Linked DNA regions of Mus musculus: region 2 is linked to region 1. The links are chromatin contacts, called in public HiChIP or PLAC-seq maps. All regions are on one chromosome and are shown on one strand. The core of a region is the stretch at or near the end of the contact, and the rest is flanking DNA. Distances in the headings are between cores, read along the strand shown.

Region 1 (3,313 bases), core at 362-2,861:
TTTAGTGACCTCTCTCTATCACAATAATCCCCCCTTCTCACTAGGTAACAATGCTGTCTAAATTAAAAGCAGATCTTTGAAAGACTCTGTCTAAATTAAAAGCAGGATTTGAGAGACTCATCCATTTAACCTTCTGCATTGAGTTTATCTCATCTGTTGACCAAACTTAACTTTAGTTCATAGCTAGACAGTATTCTTTCAAACTATTGTTTGAGGCAGTGCCTCACAAGTTCAGGCTGGCCTTGAGTTCCTTCTGCGGCCCATGTTGGCTTTCACCTCTGCATCCTCCTGCTCCTGCCTCCCAGGTGTCAGGAATTCAGACACGCATCACCACAACCAGCTTGTCCCTTAGAAGTTCAATAACAAAGATGACTGGATTTTAGTCTGTCTCCCTAAACATGGACTGTATTAAAGCAAACAGAATGAGCAGATTGGATGGGGTAGACAGTAGGCTTCTCGTCTACCTCCACACAGAATAAGGCTCCTGTAGTAATTTTTTTTTCTTTGCTTGAGAAGATAACACTTCTCAAGTATCAATTCAAATATTTAATGTGAAGTGTCTCATTTTTCTCCTTATTCATAAAGCAAACAAATTCTTAGTAAAACCCTCATGCCAGGTGTTGGGACTATGAGTTTTGAAGATGGTTCTGCTGGCCTCCATGGGCACACTAAGGACCACGCCCATGGTTCTGCTGGCCTCCATGGGCACACTAAGGACCACACCCTGAGGAAATGGAAGGTTTACTTTGACTCCTGTTACCCCGGCTGTGATGGCCAACTTTAACTGTCTACTTTACACAACTCAGAATCGCTTGGGAAGAGGGTTCCCAGGAGGAATTGTGAAGATCAGGATGGCCTGTGGGCATGTCTGTGAGTGATTGTCTCGATTGCTTGCTTTTAACTGCTGTAAGACTGGACCCAAAAGTGGGTGTCACATCCCTGCTTTTGGGTGCCGGGTTGTATAAGAACAAATAAATGAACAGGAAGCATGCATTTATTTCCCTCTGCTCTTGACTGTGGATGTCATGGGACTAGCTGCCTCAAGTTTCCGCCTTCACATCTCTGCTACAATTGGGGTGTAACCTGAAATTGGGAGCTAAATAAACTCTTCTTCCCCTAAGTCGATTTTTTTTGGGGGGGGGTCTGGGTTTTTAACACAGCAACAGAAATGCAATGGAGACAGTGGTGGTTCTACTTTTTGACTAAACTAGAGAGCCAACCTCGAGACTTAGAAAGAAAGGCCTCATGGGAAGAGGAGAAGTGAGGGGTCGCCAGAAGATGTGAGAAATGAAAGAAAATAGGAAGAGGATGTGGGAGTTACTTCTCTCACTGCTGTGGCAAAACACCTGACGAAGGGGACTTAGGGAGGTGGGGAGGGCAGAGGAGAGCACGTGGGGAGGGCAGAGGAGAGCACAGTCTGCATGTGGCGACAGCCTGTGAGGAAAGCGGGTGCATTTCATCCACAGACGACAGATGAATGCTGCTTCCGAGCTCACTTGTTCCTTTGTCCTGTTTCATTCAGTCTAGGACTCCCGCCAAGGAAGGTGTCACCCAGGGTAAGTGGTGTCCTCTCAGCCAACCGCTCAGCGAGCACCTTCCCCCACCCACCCTAGGATGAGTCACTGAGGTGAATCTAAATCCGGTGAAGTCGACCATGAAAATGAACTGTCACAAGGCACAGCAGAGAATTCAGGAGGAGGAGGAGCCTACACAGGCCTAGGATCAAGAAAACTCTTCTAGATGCAGTGAGCCATCAACAAATCATTGATGTGTGATGGAGCTGGGCAGGCAAGGGGCAGGAAAGGGTAAACAGATTGCAAGAGGCAGAGGAGGAGGCAAGATAGCATCTTAATGCCCGGTATCCCCAGTGCCCCACACAACAAGCATGAAATAGACCGATTTAGATATTACACAGAATAAGGCTAGTTTGTGCCTTAGTCTGATAGGTGGTATCACCCAATGCAAGCTTGAACAAATCCCTCTACATTTGGAGTCTTGCTGTCCTTGCTGCAAAGATGGATAATTTAGGGAGATTTGACAGAAGACCCAGGACCTACTTGTGAAGATCATTGACAGGAAGGGCTGTAAAACAATCAAACCAGGACAGCAGGACAGCAGGACAGCAGGACAGCAGGACAGCACTGGCATCTTGAAAGGAAGCATGTTTTGTTTTGTTTTCTGAGACAGGGTCTCACTATGTAGTTCTGGCTGTCCTGGATCTTACTGTGTATACCAGGCTAGCCTTGAACTCTCAGAGATCTGCCTGCCTCTGCCTACAGAGTGCTAGAATCAAAGGTGTGTGCCACTATGCTGAGCTGAAAGCAAGCATCTTAGGATCTAAGTGTTGGTTAATGATAAAAAATTAAGCAATATGGCATGACCTGTTGGTGCAGGCTTTTAATTCATCGACCTGGGAGGCTCAGGCAGGAGGACTGAAAGTTCACTGCACACCTGGGCTAAAGCATGAGTTCAAGGCCAACCTGGGCAACTTAGTGAGACTGTCTACAAAACTAAAATGAGAGCCAGGGATATAACTTAGTGGGAAAATGTTCACCTAGCATGCACAAAGCCCTGCTTCCAATCCCCTGCAAAAATAAAAGAAGTACATATAAATATATCTATTCCTTTATCAATAAGAACCTGCTGTCAGATCGACTAAGGGAGATTTAGTGGTCTGATAGGTCTCACGCAGTAGGTCAGGAAAGGAGTAGCATGCGCTTCTGTGGAGTCAGAAAACTAACTCTGTGGGTTCAGTCCCAGCACTGAAAAATAAAGTCTGGCAAACCAAGAGGGAAAAGGTGTGAGTGTTTAAATGGTGCTAGAAAAGAGCCCGTAGATGGGAAAGGTTGAGGGACCAGGGAAAGACAGCCTACGAGGAAAGCATGGGCTGCACATGGGAAGCCAGAAGAAGGTTTCCCGGGCATGCAGAAGATGTGTTCCTAGGCGTGTATCATCTACACTACACAGGGTGGATTATTTTTAGCAGGAATACGCACACACACCATATGACAAAATTATTTTCAGAAATAAGTGTGAAATGAAGTATGGAATAAAATCCTAGGCAAGTAAATGCAGAAAGAAAAAAATGTTCTGTTCTTGGGAGTTCCCTAATCCTCACCAGGTGATGTCCTGCTATGCCACACACACACACACACACACACACACACACACACACACACACACACACACACACGGAGGTTGCCAGGAAGAAAGAAACAAACAAACAAAACCAAGCTGCATCCCCCTGACCTTGGGCTCAAAGGTCAAGTATATCAGGAAAGCTAGGGTCTGTCTAGAAAGGAAAAGTATTCTT
Region 2 (3,488 bases), core at 579-3,078, 45 kb after region 1:
TATTATTATATTATCGACCCCATGTAGTTTAACAGCCACTAGCTGCTACCTATAAATAATAAACTTGTGCAGTGTGGCTAGCCATACTACAAATGTGAGATTTATGCTAATTTTCAACTATTAAGTGTTTTAAAAAAAAAATCACTTTTTTTTTTTTTTGAGGGATTTGTTTATGTAACTAGCTTACAAGCTAGCCTGCATCAGCCTCCCTTAGCCTGGAATTACAGGCAGGTACCAAGCTGAACGTAGGTATGAGAATTTTAATTAGTTACTCAAAGGCAATCAAACCAATGTCAAAATTACCTCACAAAAAAACAGTCAGATGCTGTGGCACATACTATTCATCCCAATACTCAAGTAGCAGAGGCTGATCAATCTCTGTGAGATCCAGGATGACCTGGTCTACATGTCAAGTTCTGGATAGAACTTAAATAAATAATAGAAAATAAATAAATAAATAAAACCAAATAAATACGTTACAAAATATTCTAATACCCAGGAGGGTGAGGAAAGCTTACGGAGAAGTGGCTATGGAACCCTGTCAACGACAGGTGCCCACCTGCAACCCTGTCAATGACGGGCTCCCACCTGCAAGCTTGGATTAACTACATCCCAGTCCTCATAAAGTTGTTTTTGGTTGTTTTTAAAGAATTAAAATTTCCTCTTAAATCATTAAAATTCTTTTTAGGTAATATTATCTTTCTAAAAGTCACTGTCAAATGCTGTCCTTAGTTTTGAAATATTTCCTATTGGAAAACATTAAATATATTTACCTAAGGGTTATTTCCTATTTTTTTGACACTTTATGAACATAGTTAAAAAATTCTAAGAGGGGGCGTGTTCAGGAAAAAGATTTCAAATGCCTGTTGTTGACCAAAATTTATATTTCATGCCCAAATTCTTTTTAAATTTCCAAGTATTTTTTCTTAATCAGAAAAATAGACATGCGTGCATTAAAACATTTATTAAAAAGTCTGCAGCAAGTTCTAAGGTTAAGTGTCTTTCTACTCTGACAATACCACGCACTGGACTTCTGCTACGGATATTTATTAAGGATTGCTTCCTATAGAACACAATGTCTATAAAGTCTGGAAAACAGTAGTCTACGTTAGTTCATGTGGAATGGCAGGGTGCAGGCACTGGTCCTGGTTAACTCTGTAGACTCCCAGGCCAGCCTGGACTACAAGGGTTCTCAGCCAACAAACGTTACATAGTTACATAGACCTAGTTACAAAGACCTAGTCTCAAAAGCAAGAAATACAACACACGTACAGGTGGTTCTCGCATTCACTTCCGTACCTCAAACCTCCTTGACTCTTAAGAAACAATTCCTATATACTAGCCCTGCAGGCTCCAGCGTCCCTTAAATGGTACGCTGACATTTTTTCTCCACACACTCCAACAGTTTGCTGGTTAAAAAAAAAACAAAAAACAAAAAACCAAACATGCTTATTTACGTTTCGATGAGAATCCACGCCACGCACTTCCCCTGCGTTTGCGAGGCCACTAAGGTGTTTTACTAGGTTCGTCCCCTTCACCAGATACTTCGCCTACAATAAATATACCTTTTCCAAAACTCTATCAAAACCGGGAACTTTGAACATAACCTTCATTACTTCTCGTAGGTTCTGGGTCATGCTGCTCATCGTGGACGCAAAGCAAGAGTCTGGGCTCTGCGAGAATGAACTCTGGAAGAGACGTTTGTGAGAGGACAAGGGTGTGGAAGGTCAAGTCTGCAAGCCCGGCCGCTGTCGCGTCGTGCTCGGGAGAAAGGATCGCGCGCCCCGGTCGCCCTGGTCCTAGATGATCACGGGTTACCTTCACTCTTTAGCGCCCCAGCGCGCACGCGCAACCTTCAGGCCTCCTCGGCCCCTCCTTCCCCTCCCCTCCCCCTCCCCCTCCCCATCTGCGCCTCGCTGGCCGCGGACGGGGACCAGAGAGGGCGGTCTTCTTGCCGGAAGGTTGACGCGGACGCGCTTGCACGCTGCGCGCCTGCGCAGGTTCCGGCGTTCGCGATCAGTCGCGCGGGAAGCAGCGTGAAGAGCGGGTGTTTTGAGGGGACCCTGCGGCGATGGCGTCTGGCAGCAGTTCCGATGCGGCGGAGCCCGCAGGGCCGGCAGGGCGGGCGGCGTCGGCGCCCGAAGCAGCACAGGCGGAGGAGGACCGGGTGAAGAGGCGGCGGCTTCAGTGCCTGGGCTTTGCGTTGGTGGGGGGATGCGACCCCACGATGGTCCCCAGCGTCCTGCGGGAGAACGACTGGCAGACGCAGGTCAGTTCGCGTCTCTCGCTTCCGCCGCTCTCCCCCGGGAGGCGGGGCGCGCCCTGCAGCCTTGTGCCTTTGCTTTTCAGAAAGCCCTGAGCGCCTACTTCGAGCTGCCAGAGAACGACCAAGGGTGGCCGCGCCAGCCTCCCACGTCCTTCAAGTCCGAGGCCTAGTAAGCGACGGGGGTCGCGGGCTGCTCGCCGAGGGCGGGGAGGGACCGCCTGCTGGGCTTGGGCGTCCGAGGACCGGGACCTGGAAAAGGGCGGCCGGCGCCCCAGAGCTGGAAATCTCAGGGAATGCTTCCGAGGATGCAGGGTCACTTCCCAGCGGGACTTGTCTTTGTTGTTTTGGGACGAGTCTCACTGTGTAGCGCTTGGCTGGCCTGGAACTCGTCGTTATTTGAACCAAGCTGGCCTCGAACTCAGATCAGCTTGCTTCTGCCCTCTCAGTGCTGGCACGTTGAAGGCACATACTAGAACTGGCTTCCAACGTGATTTATTTTATTTTATTTTATCTTATTTCTTAAACCTGAAGATTATTTTATGTATTTTGAGGCAGAACCTCACCCTTTATCCCTGGCTGGCCTGAGCTTGGTGTGTAGACTAGGTTGGCCTCAAACACAGATCTACCTGCCTCAGAATCGAATGGGCTGGATTTAGAGTGCCCACCACCACACTGGGATGGAATTTTTGTTTAATGTTACCGTTATTTGTTCTTTTTCGAGACAGAGGCTTGCAATAATCCTGACCTCCAGCTCTCTTCCAGCCTCCCTTTTGCTAGCATTGCATCTGATTCCAGCACTCCCTACCCGAACTTTTTATTTGAGCCATATATGTCCAGGCTGACTTGGAACTCCTTTGTGGTCAAGGCTTGCCTTCCATTGGCCCAGTACTGGGATTAAAGGTTTGTGAAACCCTGGCTACTGAAATACACTTACTGACCTGAAATATTGGTGATATGTAAACTGAAGATTAGAAAAAAAACAGAGGTAGAGATTTTCTCCTGAAGAATGGTAACCTGTAAGTCTCCTTGTTTCTGCATAGTTTATCTGCTCTCCTCTTGCCAAAGAACGATAGTTTTTCTTTTGAGACAGGTTTGTTTCAAGTTTGATTAGTTTGGCACAAGTTTGTGTGTAGTTCAGGCCGGCATTGAGCTCCTAGCAATCTTGCCTCAGCCTGTGGGAACTAAAAACCATACCAGCCAGGTTTAATATTTGTTTTTAGTG

What was found. HiChIP or PLAC-seq counts read pairs in DNA pulled down with a chosen protein or histone mark.
Region 2: an H3K4me3 HiChIP or PLAC-seq map of the 230-238 cell line shows a contact between it and region 1, with 47 read pairs. The contact joins the promoter of Acot13 here to the enhancer-like site in region 1. A contact is called at or near these places in 1 of 39 promoter capture datasets (liver), 6 of 484 Hi-C or Micro-C datasets (conventional dendritic cells, double positive thymocytes, germinal center B cells and 3 more), 14 of 115 datasets of contacts at active chromatin or transcription factors (the 230-238 cell line, CD8 T cells, the HPC-7 cell line and 8 more) and 3 of 9 other capture datasets (adipose tissue, liver and pancreatic islet).

Annotation. Positions count from the first base shown.
Region 1 is chr13:24,784,715-24,788,027 of GRCm38.p6, forward strand. No RefSeq gene overlaps it. Among named protein-coding and RNA genes, the nearest start is that of BC005537, 15 kb to the right of the region's middle. Within about 2 kb of position 1,612, at least 121 of the 459 cell types and tissues checked have an H3K27ac peak or open chromatin away from gene starts, as enhancers often do. A contact at or near this core is called in the 230-238 cell line, CD8 T cells, the HPC-7 cell line and 4 more, where this site is marked.
Region 2 is chr13:24,829,661-24,833,148 of GRCm38.p6, forward strand. Acot13 (acyl-CoA thioesterase 13) reads right to left here and starts at 1,829. Exons shown (of 3, transcript NM_025790.2): 1 at 1,566-1,829. The coding sequence starts at 1,646. It overlaps Tdp2 (tyrosyl-DNA phosphodiesterase 2), which reads left to right and starts at 1,999. Exons shown (of 7, transcript NM_019551.2): 1 at 1,999-2,269; 2 at 2,350-2,435. The coding sequence starts at 2,072.